2 separate regions of the Rattus norvegicus genome follow, and region 1 is linked to region 2. The links are chromatin contacts, called in public Hi-C maps. All regions are on one chromosome and are shown on one strand. Each heading gives the region's core, a stretch centred on a gene start, on an enhancer-like site or on the middle of the called end of the contact. The rest is flanking DNA. Distances are from core to core; before and after follow the strand shown.

The links. A called contact is a pair of places that touch in the nucleus more often than the background predicts.
Region 1: a contact with region 2 is called in a Hi-C map of Schwann cells, with 1.5 times the contacts expected there. The contact joins the enhancer-like site here to the promoter of Rab8b in region 2. A contact is called at or near these places in 2 of 12 Hi-C or Micro-C datasets (Schwann cells and frontal cortex) and 1 of 1 datasets of contacts at active chromatin or transcription factors (oligodendrocytes).

The regions. Positions count from the first base shown.
Region 1 is chr8:76,358,510-76,363,337 of GRCr8, reverse strand. It overlaps Rab8b (RAB8B, member RAS oncogene family), which reads left to right. Exons shown (of 8, transcript NM_153317.3): 2 at 3,672-3,732. Among named protein-coding and RNA genes, the nearest start is that of Aph1b, 29 kb to the right of the region's middle. Within about 2 kb of position 3,482, at least 27 of the 93 cell types and tissues checked have an H3K27ac peak or open chromatin away from gene starts, as enhancers often do. A contact at or near this core is called in Schwann cells, where this site is marked.
Region 2 is chr8:76,415,100-76,419,784 of GRCr8, reverse strand. It overlaps Rab8b (RAB8B, member RAS oncogene family), which reads left to right and starts at 2,237. Exons shown (of 8, transcript NM_153317.3): 1 at 2,237-2,381. The coding sequence starts at 2,258.

The DNA.
Region 1 (4,828 bases), core at 2,233-4,732, 58 kb after region 2:
CCTAAGGGGATAGGAACCTGGACTGTTTTCTTCTCATCTTGCTTCATTATCAGGAGCTGACACCAGTCAGAGGATAAACTTGATCCTCCCAGAAAGACAGAGATGAGGGAGGCACAGAGAAAAGAGCTGGAACCACAGGACCGAGGGGGTCCCTGAACCTGTCTCCACTGAGTTGAGATTACGTTAAGCTAGTTTGAACTGAAGTCTGTCTGTTACTTGCAGTTGAACGTATCCTAACCAATACAATTTTAATCATAATTATCTTTGATCTCAGAAAAGTAAATGTTAAAGTGAACGTTGATCTACTATGTTTCTATTGATACTATTGTCAGGCAAATTATAAATATCTTCTTTTTTTAGGGGGAGAGATTTTGCATCACTTATATGAGAACATGCATGCTTGTTTGTATGTTTGAGGGTGCACACTTGTGTGTGCACTTGTCAGTAATATTAATACCCTCCATTTCTAGTGAAAGGTCCTGACTGGGTTTCCCTGTTAGCTAATGAACTTTTACTCTGCAGTTAAAGCAATGTCAAATACACAGTCCTCCAGGAAGTTCTCCTCTGACCTCTGATTCTGTATGGAGATAGCTTGTTCTCACACATGTAAGGAGAGAAAGAAAAACAAGTTTTAAACAAACTACATTTAATGGTGTTTATGAGCACACAATTATTCATGAATCAGGTGCACGGCTACCACATGGCTGGATAACAGTTACAGATCAGGGGAAGTGAGAAGTTCATTTAACTACAACCTGACATTTGCCTTATTTTGAACCTGGTTTGACTAAAGCTTGGCTAATGGGATTGACTGAGACCGTTATTCCTAATAAAGCAAATCACCGAGTCATCGCAGTACTGAGTTAAGCTGCACTTTTCCATCTATTGGCGCTCCTGAGAATGGAGGTTTTCTCAAGCCACATTTGGTTGGAGTTAACATGGTCCAGCACATTTTACTGTCTTTCCATTTTGAAGCATACACCTCAGTGGTGGGTAACGTCTTCCTGATTTTGTGAGGTACTCAGCAGAATTTGCAGATCTGAAGTCCCACTTCTTACCCTCCAGTCCCCCTTGCCACTTCTACTAGTGGGTTTTATTTCTCTGATGTGGCTCTCTGAAAGAGCTGACTTACCAGTTAAGAACATATACTCTCCAAGAGGACTTGAGTTCTTTCCTTTCTTTTCTTTTGTTTTCTTTCTTCTTTTTTTGTCTTTTCTTCTTGTTATATTTGTTTGTTTGTTTGTTTTGAGACAGGGTCTCAGTACTTATAGTCCTGGTTCTCCTGGAACTCATTATGTAGACCAGGCTGGCCTTGAACTCATAGAGGTTCACCTGCCTCTGCCTCCCACATGTGGTAACTCCAGCTCCAGGGGATTTAACACCTCTGGCCACTGCACACACATACATCCCCCAACACAAATGCACATAATTAAAAATAATTAAAATTTTTGAATGTTAGTTTTAGGAAACTCTTATTGAATGCCTTCTGAATGCTAGGCATTGCTCTTTATGTGGGAGCCAGAAAAAGATAAAGGGTGGAAGAAGGATTTTTTGTTTTGTTTAATTTATTATGCATTTGAGCTTTATGTGTCACACACACACACACACACACACACACACACACACACACACACACCACAAACAGACCATGCCCATATATGGAAGTTAGCTTTAAGAATTAGTTCTTTCACTTTGGGTCCCAGATTGATCTCAGGTTGACAAGTGCTTTTCTACCAATGGAGTCACCTTGCCTGGTCAAGAGAGGATTTCTATGGGGTCTTTGTTATACTGGATTTGGGGGCGTTTTGAAAAGTCAAATGACAATAAAAACTGGTGTCTACACCTGAAACAAGTGAGGGCAGACAGGTGCTGTGGGACTCTAGCAGTACTGGTCATGCTACAGAACTAAGTTTTGCTCCTGCAAAGCCAATTACTGTAGAGGAAGAAACATGAGCCGTGGAACCTGGGAACACTGGTATCAGATTGTATTTGCTCACAGTCCAGGGCCATTAGTGACAGAAAGAGTGATTAAGAGGCTAGTTTGTTAGATCAGCTTGGGTGGGATTTTTGTGTGTTTCCAAATGCAGAGAGAGCTAAGAAGGCTCCCTCATGGAAAAGTACCACACAGAGAAGAGGGTGAAATCCAGTTGGTTTATGCATATGCATTACTGAAAGCTGGATCTGGGAACAGTCTTTTTGGGTGCTTTCCACCTCCCTGTGAAGAAGTATTATACATGGCTGCGTGATACCCCTTCACACTCCAAATGCTGCAGTTACTGTTCAAGACCATTTATAGGACATAGTTTATAAGTGCTCTTGAGAAGCATTAGAAACTGAGTTCAGTGTAAAAGGTAAAAGAGTGGGAAAAGCTAAATGCAGCTGAGTGGCCAGAGGAGGGGGATTTAGTGCATTGCTGCCCAGTTGTATTTATCTCTGATTGATACAGAAACCCTTCCTTATTCCTGGGATTGGGGTTATAGCGCAGTTGGAAGAGTACTTACCTATCTTATAGACCGTCCTCCGTTCCCCAGCACTGCATAAACTAGAGTGGTGGTGCATAGTGCAGTTCTGGCCCTTGGAAGGTAGAGGCAGAAAGGTCAAATCAGAATCATCTTCAGCCACACAGTGATCTGAAGCCAGCTTTAGCTAACGAGACGCTGTCTCAAAAGTAAAAAAAAAAATAAATAAACCCTGCTTCCCAGGCAAAGATAAAGCACACTGTTGAGACAAGGACTGTGTGCCCCTGTGTGGTAGAGTCCTGAGTAAGTTTGAACTGTCATGGCTTGCGGATAGATAGGTGAAGAGATGTCTAACTTTGGAATGACAACGTCCCAACTGGCTTTCCCTTCCCTGACAGCCTTTGGGCTTGCTGGGCTTTGGAGTCAGGTTCAGTCACCCAGGGGGCTTTGAAAATCGCCAGTTTAACCAGCTAACCAGACTGACCAGGTAAGTCAGTCTCAGGATTGGGGAAGAGGCAGGCCTAGTCAAGGGAGTTTTGTTGTTGTCGTCCTTGTCGTCGCGGTCTCTGGAATTCCGAAATGTGAGCCAGGCTAAAAACCATTATAGCCATTTCAGTTCCAGGCAGTAACCCCCAGGGAGCATTAATTAAGATGTATATGAAGTCCCTGCTAACTGTATAAAGTAGAATAGGCTTTCCTTCCCAAATGGGCAGAGGCGTTCCCTCCCTCCCTCCCTTCCTCCCTCCCTTCCCCCCTCCTCTCCCTCTCTCCCCCTTAAGTGTGCAGATTCTGACAAAATAAGTAACAGGAGGGGAAGAAAATTGTTTTAAAGAGTCTCTACAGTCTTTTGTAGGGAAGGTTGGGGCATGAGGACTGAAAATATTGTGTGTATGTATTTCAGGAAGGAGAAAATATGTTATGTTCTCGGTCCTTCTGAATTATGTAGCTCTGCAGGATGTGGTCCATTTGTGCCCAAATCATGAGGCCTGTAATCTTGCACTTCACATGTGTGGGAATGCGTTGCAGAGTGGTTAGCATTCCTCTCTCCAGCCTGTATTCAAAGGAAACATGCCATTCACACCCTCCGTGCGCTCACATTTTCCAGTGCGTTGGAGAGCTTTTTTTTTTTTCAATAGAAATCTTTGTTCCCTCCCTAATAAGACTTGGATTGAATTTAAGGAACTTAGCATATCCTTTTTTGTTTTCTGGCAGGAATTGATTTTAAAATCAGAACGATAGAACTCGACGGAAAGAAAATTAAACTTCAGATATGGTAAGTTAAAAAAAAATGAAGGCACATGGAATTTCTACTGGAATTGGCAGTGGGTTAAAATGTGACTCAAGATATTAGAGACATCGTCAGCCGCTCAAACCTTTCCTTTGGAAAACCAGAGGGGGAAGGAGGTCAAAGCCTGCCTGTTCCAAGCTCTGGACAAGAAGAAACTGATTCTCAAAAGCATGCACTTCTTCATTGTAGTTGCAGCTGTGACTCAGACACAGCAAAATGGCACAGACCCTGGGCTGAAAGTCAGGCCTGGCTTCTAGCCACAGCATTCTAAATGGAGGACTTTGCGGAAATGGCTTTCTGTCCATCACTAACACAGAACATGTGAGATGCTGCGTTTATAAAGAGAGATGCTTTGTTTGGCTCACAGGTGGACCTAGATTAGGTAGACATTGCTGGGTCTCTGATGAGGCACTGGATGGCAATGGCAGGGAATGCTTGACAGAGCACGGGGAAGGGCCTAGGGCTGTACAGTCCACTTGAAGAACATGCTCCCGGTGACCTAAGGACTTCCCACCAAGCCCAACCCCCAGAGACTCAACCCCCAATATCACCAGCTGATACATAACCAAGCCTTTTAGATGTGGCCTTCAGGGGAAGCTTCTCCAAACCCCGCACCTTCTTGGGCTCCTCCTTCCTCACTCACAGATTAGTTGGATTAATGAAATTGGAGGGCCTCTATAGCTCTGTATAAATTATACTTTATAATTTATCAAGTAGGGCCTATTTAATGGAGAAATAAGGAAAAAATAAGTACTGTGACTTAAAAAAAAAACATTTAAACACTTTTGATACCAAATGTATATGGGGTTCCCCCTCCATGCCTACCCCAAGCATGATTGGGGGAAAGCTACTAGTTTTAAATTTGCCATTAGAGTGTTCTATAACTTAACTCAATTCTGGCACTGTCCACCTAGACACAGCATCAGCTATCATAGGCCGAGGGCACAATCCCACAGACTGCCCTATACTGCGGATGCTACGCAAAAGCAGTAGGTTATCACCTGTTACTCACACCCCCTGTTCCGTCACAGAACTCGGAGAAACACACTCAGCCTTAAGGTTTTTTTTCTTATTATTTGTG
Region 2 (4,685 bases), core at 988-3,487:
CCTGACACAAACCCCACCCCATCACACATCACACACACACATACAATAAAAATAAAAAATAATTTCAATTTAAAAAATACAGAAGTTCGGAAGACTCCAGTGGACTTTGAAGACTTCTTCTTTCTGCTCCATGAATGATGACCAAGGTATGGAACTGAGCCACCAACAATTGTTCAGACCCTGGGTGAACCTAGGCATGCTTCAAAGCTCAGGTTGGCCAAAGAAGCTTGGTCTATGCCAGAAGGGATTCCTTCTCCAAAGGAAGCTAAGTCCCTCCTCAGAACCATGACTTCGAAGGCAGCTTTGACCTAAGGCACACTCTAGACTTTAGATATTAAGTTAGCAGAAGTGGCTGCTGCCCTCTGGGTATTGTGTGATCAGTAAGTGTGAGCTAATGATGTCTTTCATCTTCTCTCCACATAGAAAGTGATGGTCAATATTAGGACCAACTAACTTTTCTGCTACAATGGGATCAGATGAGCAACATCACTGATATTGTACACGAAGTCACAGGCATTCAACATACTTCTTAGAAGAGTTTGTCACTGTGTACAATTAGCTGTTCAGTTTTTTTCCTATTATTCGAATGGTTAACTCCACTGCTTCCTGTAATAACTTCTGCTAGAAGGAGTTTCCTTGTTTCTAAGGTAAGTTCTGTCCTAGGAGGTTCTCAGATAGTTTGGTGTCAAGCAGGGCCCCTGTAATCCTCTTAAAAATTGAGGAGTCCAAAGAACTTTTGTTGGTTCGTGCGTGCGTGCGTGCGTGCGTGCGTGCGTGTGTGTGTGTGTGTGTGTGTGTGTGTGTGAGTGTGTGTGTGTGTGTGTTGGGGCTGTTGGTACTTCTTAACATATTTTAAATTAAAATTGAAAGTGAAGCAGAGATGAGACAGCCTTCTGACCTTCTGATAAGGTAAAGCTCCTGGTGCCTTTAGCCACTCCTTCCTTTAGCCACTCCTTCCTTTAGCCACTCCTTCCTTTAGCCACTCCTTCCACATGATCTGGACAGTAAACCCTTCTCTCACCTTGATCTGACTGGGTTTCTGCCACTTCCAGATAAAAGAGCATTGAACAATAAAGAATTAGTCTAGGGTAATAAATAATGAAGGCCTGAATTGAATACATCAAAGTGCTATTTTCTCCCCTCCTTTTGCCACCCATTAATTGAAAGCCTCCCGAGGAGCGATAAATTTAAACACAACTAACACCTACACTTCACAGCACCTTAGGAGTTTCAAAGTGCTTTCACACTCAGTATTTAATTTTCACTACAACCTATGAAGTAGTTTATTTTACATTCGTTTTACAGATGAGAAAACTAGATGTGTCAAGCCTGTGAGACTTCACACAGCTGTGAAGTGGCTTAGCTAAGACTAAATCCAAATCTAAATCTTTACATCTCTATGGCCAAAGTTCCCATCTCAGGTGACGCTATTTTATAAGCTGTAATAGCTGTACATAGTACAAGCCTTCCACATTCTCTTTCTCGTTTTTTTTTTGTTTTTTTTTTTTTTTTTTTTTTTTTTTTTTATTAAAGAATACATTCTCTTGCGGGCGCTATCTATGAAGCAGAGCCTCAAACACGATCATCGCCCTTGGCTGTGGCCTGTAGTTCAGAAGGCATGAGTGAGAATGAAATTAGCCCGCTAATATCACTCCTTGAGCTTTATGATTGAAGGGCTGTGGGAGGGAGCCTAGGAAATGGGCAGGAACTGGAGAAGCTGGGTAATACTTTGCAGATAATCCGCAGACTCCGTGAACCATTGCATCTCTAAAGAAAGCTTGCTTGCTCCGGGCTCAGGCGGGTAGACAGAAGAGCGAACGGCGGGACTTAGATTCCAAGGTCTTGGATTTGAAAGATGTCCACAAACAAAGAAACAGCAAAGTCAAGTTTCCGTGGCAAGAGTTTGAAATGAAGCGTCTTTCCCCTGTAAGGGTGGAAACTCCTATCGCACCATTCCACACCACTCAGATTTGTAATCCAGTGGGGGTTGTTCGGACAGTTCGGGCCAGGCACGCCCGCGGCTCTCCCAGCGTACTACAAATCCCATAAAGCCGCGCGCCGCGGAGGGTGATGACAAGGCGCGGGCAGATTGGCTGGAATGGGGAGGGGCGAGCCTGTCGCCCCCAAAAGGGGCGGGGCGAGAGGCGGGGCGGGGAGCGGGTGGCTTGGCGGACACGCCCCCTCGCCAGAGGCCCCCTCCGTGCCGCTTTCCACCGCCTCCTTGCTCTGGGCGGTCAGAGAGGGCCGGAGCGAGAAGATGGCGAAGACGTACGATTATCTGTTCAAGCTGCTGCTCATCGGCGACTCCGGCGTTGGCAAGACCTGCCTCCTGTTCCGCTTCTCAGAGGACGCCTTCAACACCACCTTTATCTCCACCATCGGTGAGGGAGCGGTCGCGGCCCGGGACGGGAACTGAGACGCAGGGGGCGGGTGCCTGGGGGCCTGGGAGAGGGCACGCGAGGGCTTGGCTCCCGGAGAAGGGGACCCCGAGGGGCGGTCGAGAAGGCAGGGCGAGCCGGTGAGGCTGAGAGGTACGGGTGGGGACGCGGAACTGCGGATGGACGAAAGGGAACCGGAGCAATTGGAAACCAGGGGTATTGGGGACACGAGGGGGCTCCGGGGCGGCGACGGAGGCGTCCCAGAGGGACAGAGTCGGGGGAACACAGGAAATAGTATGGAAAGAGAGAAGGAGGGGAGAGTGGATACGAACGCGGATTAGAAAGACAGGAAAGAGGAAGGAAATGTGAAGAGGGAAATGAAGGGTTGAGGACTTACGAGGGGCTTCAAATGAAGTAAAGGGACAGAGGACACTAGGGACAAGAGAAGTGAGACTAGGAGGCGGTCAGCAGGGAATTGAAGGGAATGAATGAATGGTCAGGAGGCAAGAGATGAAGCGGCATTGTCTATAAAGGTGTGAACAGAGATGCCAAGAGAAAATGCAGAAGAAAATTGTTGGTGGGAGAAGGGCTCAGGAGGACCCGAGGGCGACATGAGTCTACTTGATGGAGAAAGTGAAGGAGAGCTGAGTGCTAACTAGAAAGGAGAAGGGGAAGCAGCGGATGTAGTGCAGGGGTTGAGAGATCTGAGAGGAAATGGAAAACGCGGGGCTCAGGGCTTTCCCTAGAAACTGGGAACACCGGTTTCCATTTTCTCTTGACATCTTTGAATCAAGAAGATTTTAAAAGTGACTAATGATGGAATAATGTCTACGGAGTGTTAAAATCTTTTGAGAGTTAAGAGGAATTAAAGGGGCTGGGGACTTTGGGGGATGATGTATATTGTTCACCGTTTTACTCCGTATCTTGGGAAGCAGCAGTAAGTTTCTTAACTTTCAAAATTCTTGAGCTTGTGTAGTTAGTAACGTCCAAGCCAAATGATTGACTATAAATTCCGCCTGCCTCCCTGTGTAGTTTCTTTCGATTCTGATTACTTTGTAGGTGAATCATAACATCCTGTATATTTCCCAATAACTTCTAATTGATTCAAGAAAAAAAAATTCCACTCTTCACTGTGAGCTTTCCTTTTTTTTTTTTTTTTTTTTTTTTTTTTTTTTTTGGTTCTTTTTTTCGGAGCTGGGGACCGAACCCAGGGCCTTGCACTTCCTAGGTAAGCGCTCTACCACTGAGCTAAATCCCCAGCCCCGAGCTTTCCTTTTTATATCTGTAGTAAGACATTGTGTGCAGGTAAACAGGATCTTTAAGTTGTAAACTGAAAAGGACGTCAAAACTGATTTTAAACTTTCAGGAGAATGATGACCTTAACATTATTTCCTTTGTTTAAATAGCTTCAGTCAGGTGCCCCATTCATCAGCTTTTTGATTGTCTAGGTAATCTTTCTGGCTTCTAATACTAGCTTATTTAAAGCATTTTTTCAAGTGGCTTTCCAGGCGATCCACAAGTAGTGGGGAACTAGTGTGTTGACACTAAATATGTTTAAGGGGCTGGGAAGTTGCCTGGGTGGTTAAGAGTATTTGCTGCTCTTACAGAGCACCCAGGTTTGGTTCATAGCACTCATCTGACACCTCATACTGCCTGTAATTCTAATTGAATCCAACACCCTCTTCTGGCCTCCATGGGGACTAGACATTTATATGGCGCACATACATTTGTGCAGGGAAAAAAAACACTTAAATACTTGAATTAAAAACAAAACAAAAATCTATGTTTAAATATTTGTGACATTTTAAAATAGGTAACATTTTAAGAGTAGGTATAGCGCACTTTGCAGGGTTCAGTATTGGTAAAGACTCTCCATAGTTTATTCTGATTGTTCTGCTACAGACTGAATGGAAATCTGGGTGTTGTGATGTCTGGGCTTAAGGAAGTTTGAGTTGCAAGTTCTTGGCAGTTAGTCTTGAGTGGGACTTTTCTGAGGAAGCAGATTTTAAATGTCATCTCCCATCTCGAAAGTGTATTTGTAAGAGGCTTGATGGAAGCTGGTACAGCTACTAAGGGACATTCATTTTTGGTATCAGTTTCAAAACCCCAAATAACTCTTTTTCAGCGTTGAATGCATACTGCAGTACAGGTTGTAAAGGACACTTTCTAAGAAGTTAAGGGTGGGGGACAACATCGTCTGTTCCATGTGTGACCTTCTCAGAACTTTCCTGCCTCAAAACTGAGTAAATCTGGGGCAAGAGAGGTGGCTCAGCTAAAAGTACCTGCTGCTCTTCTAAAGGACCTACA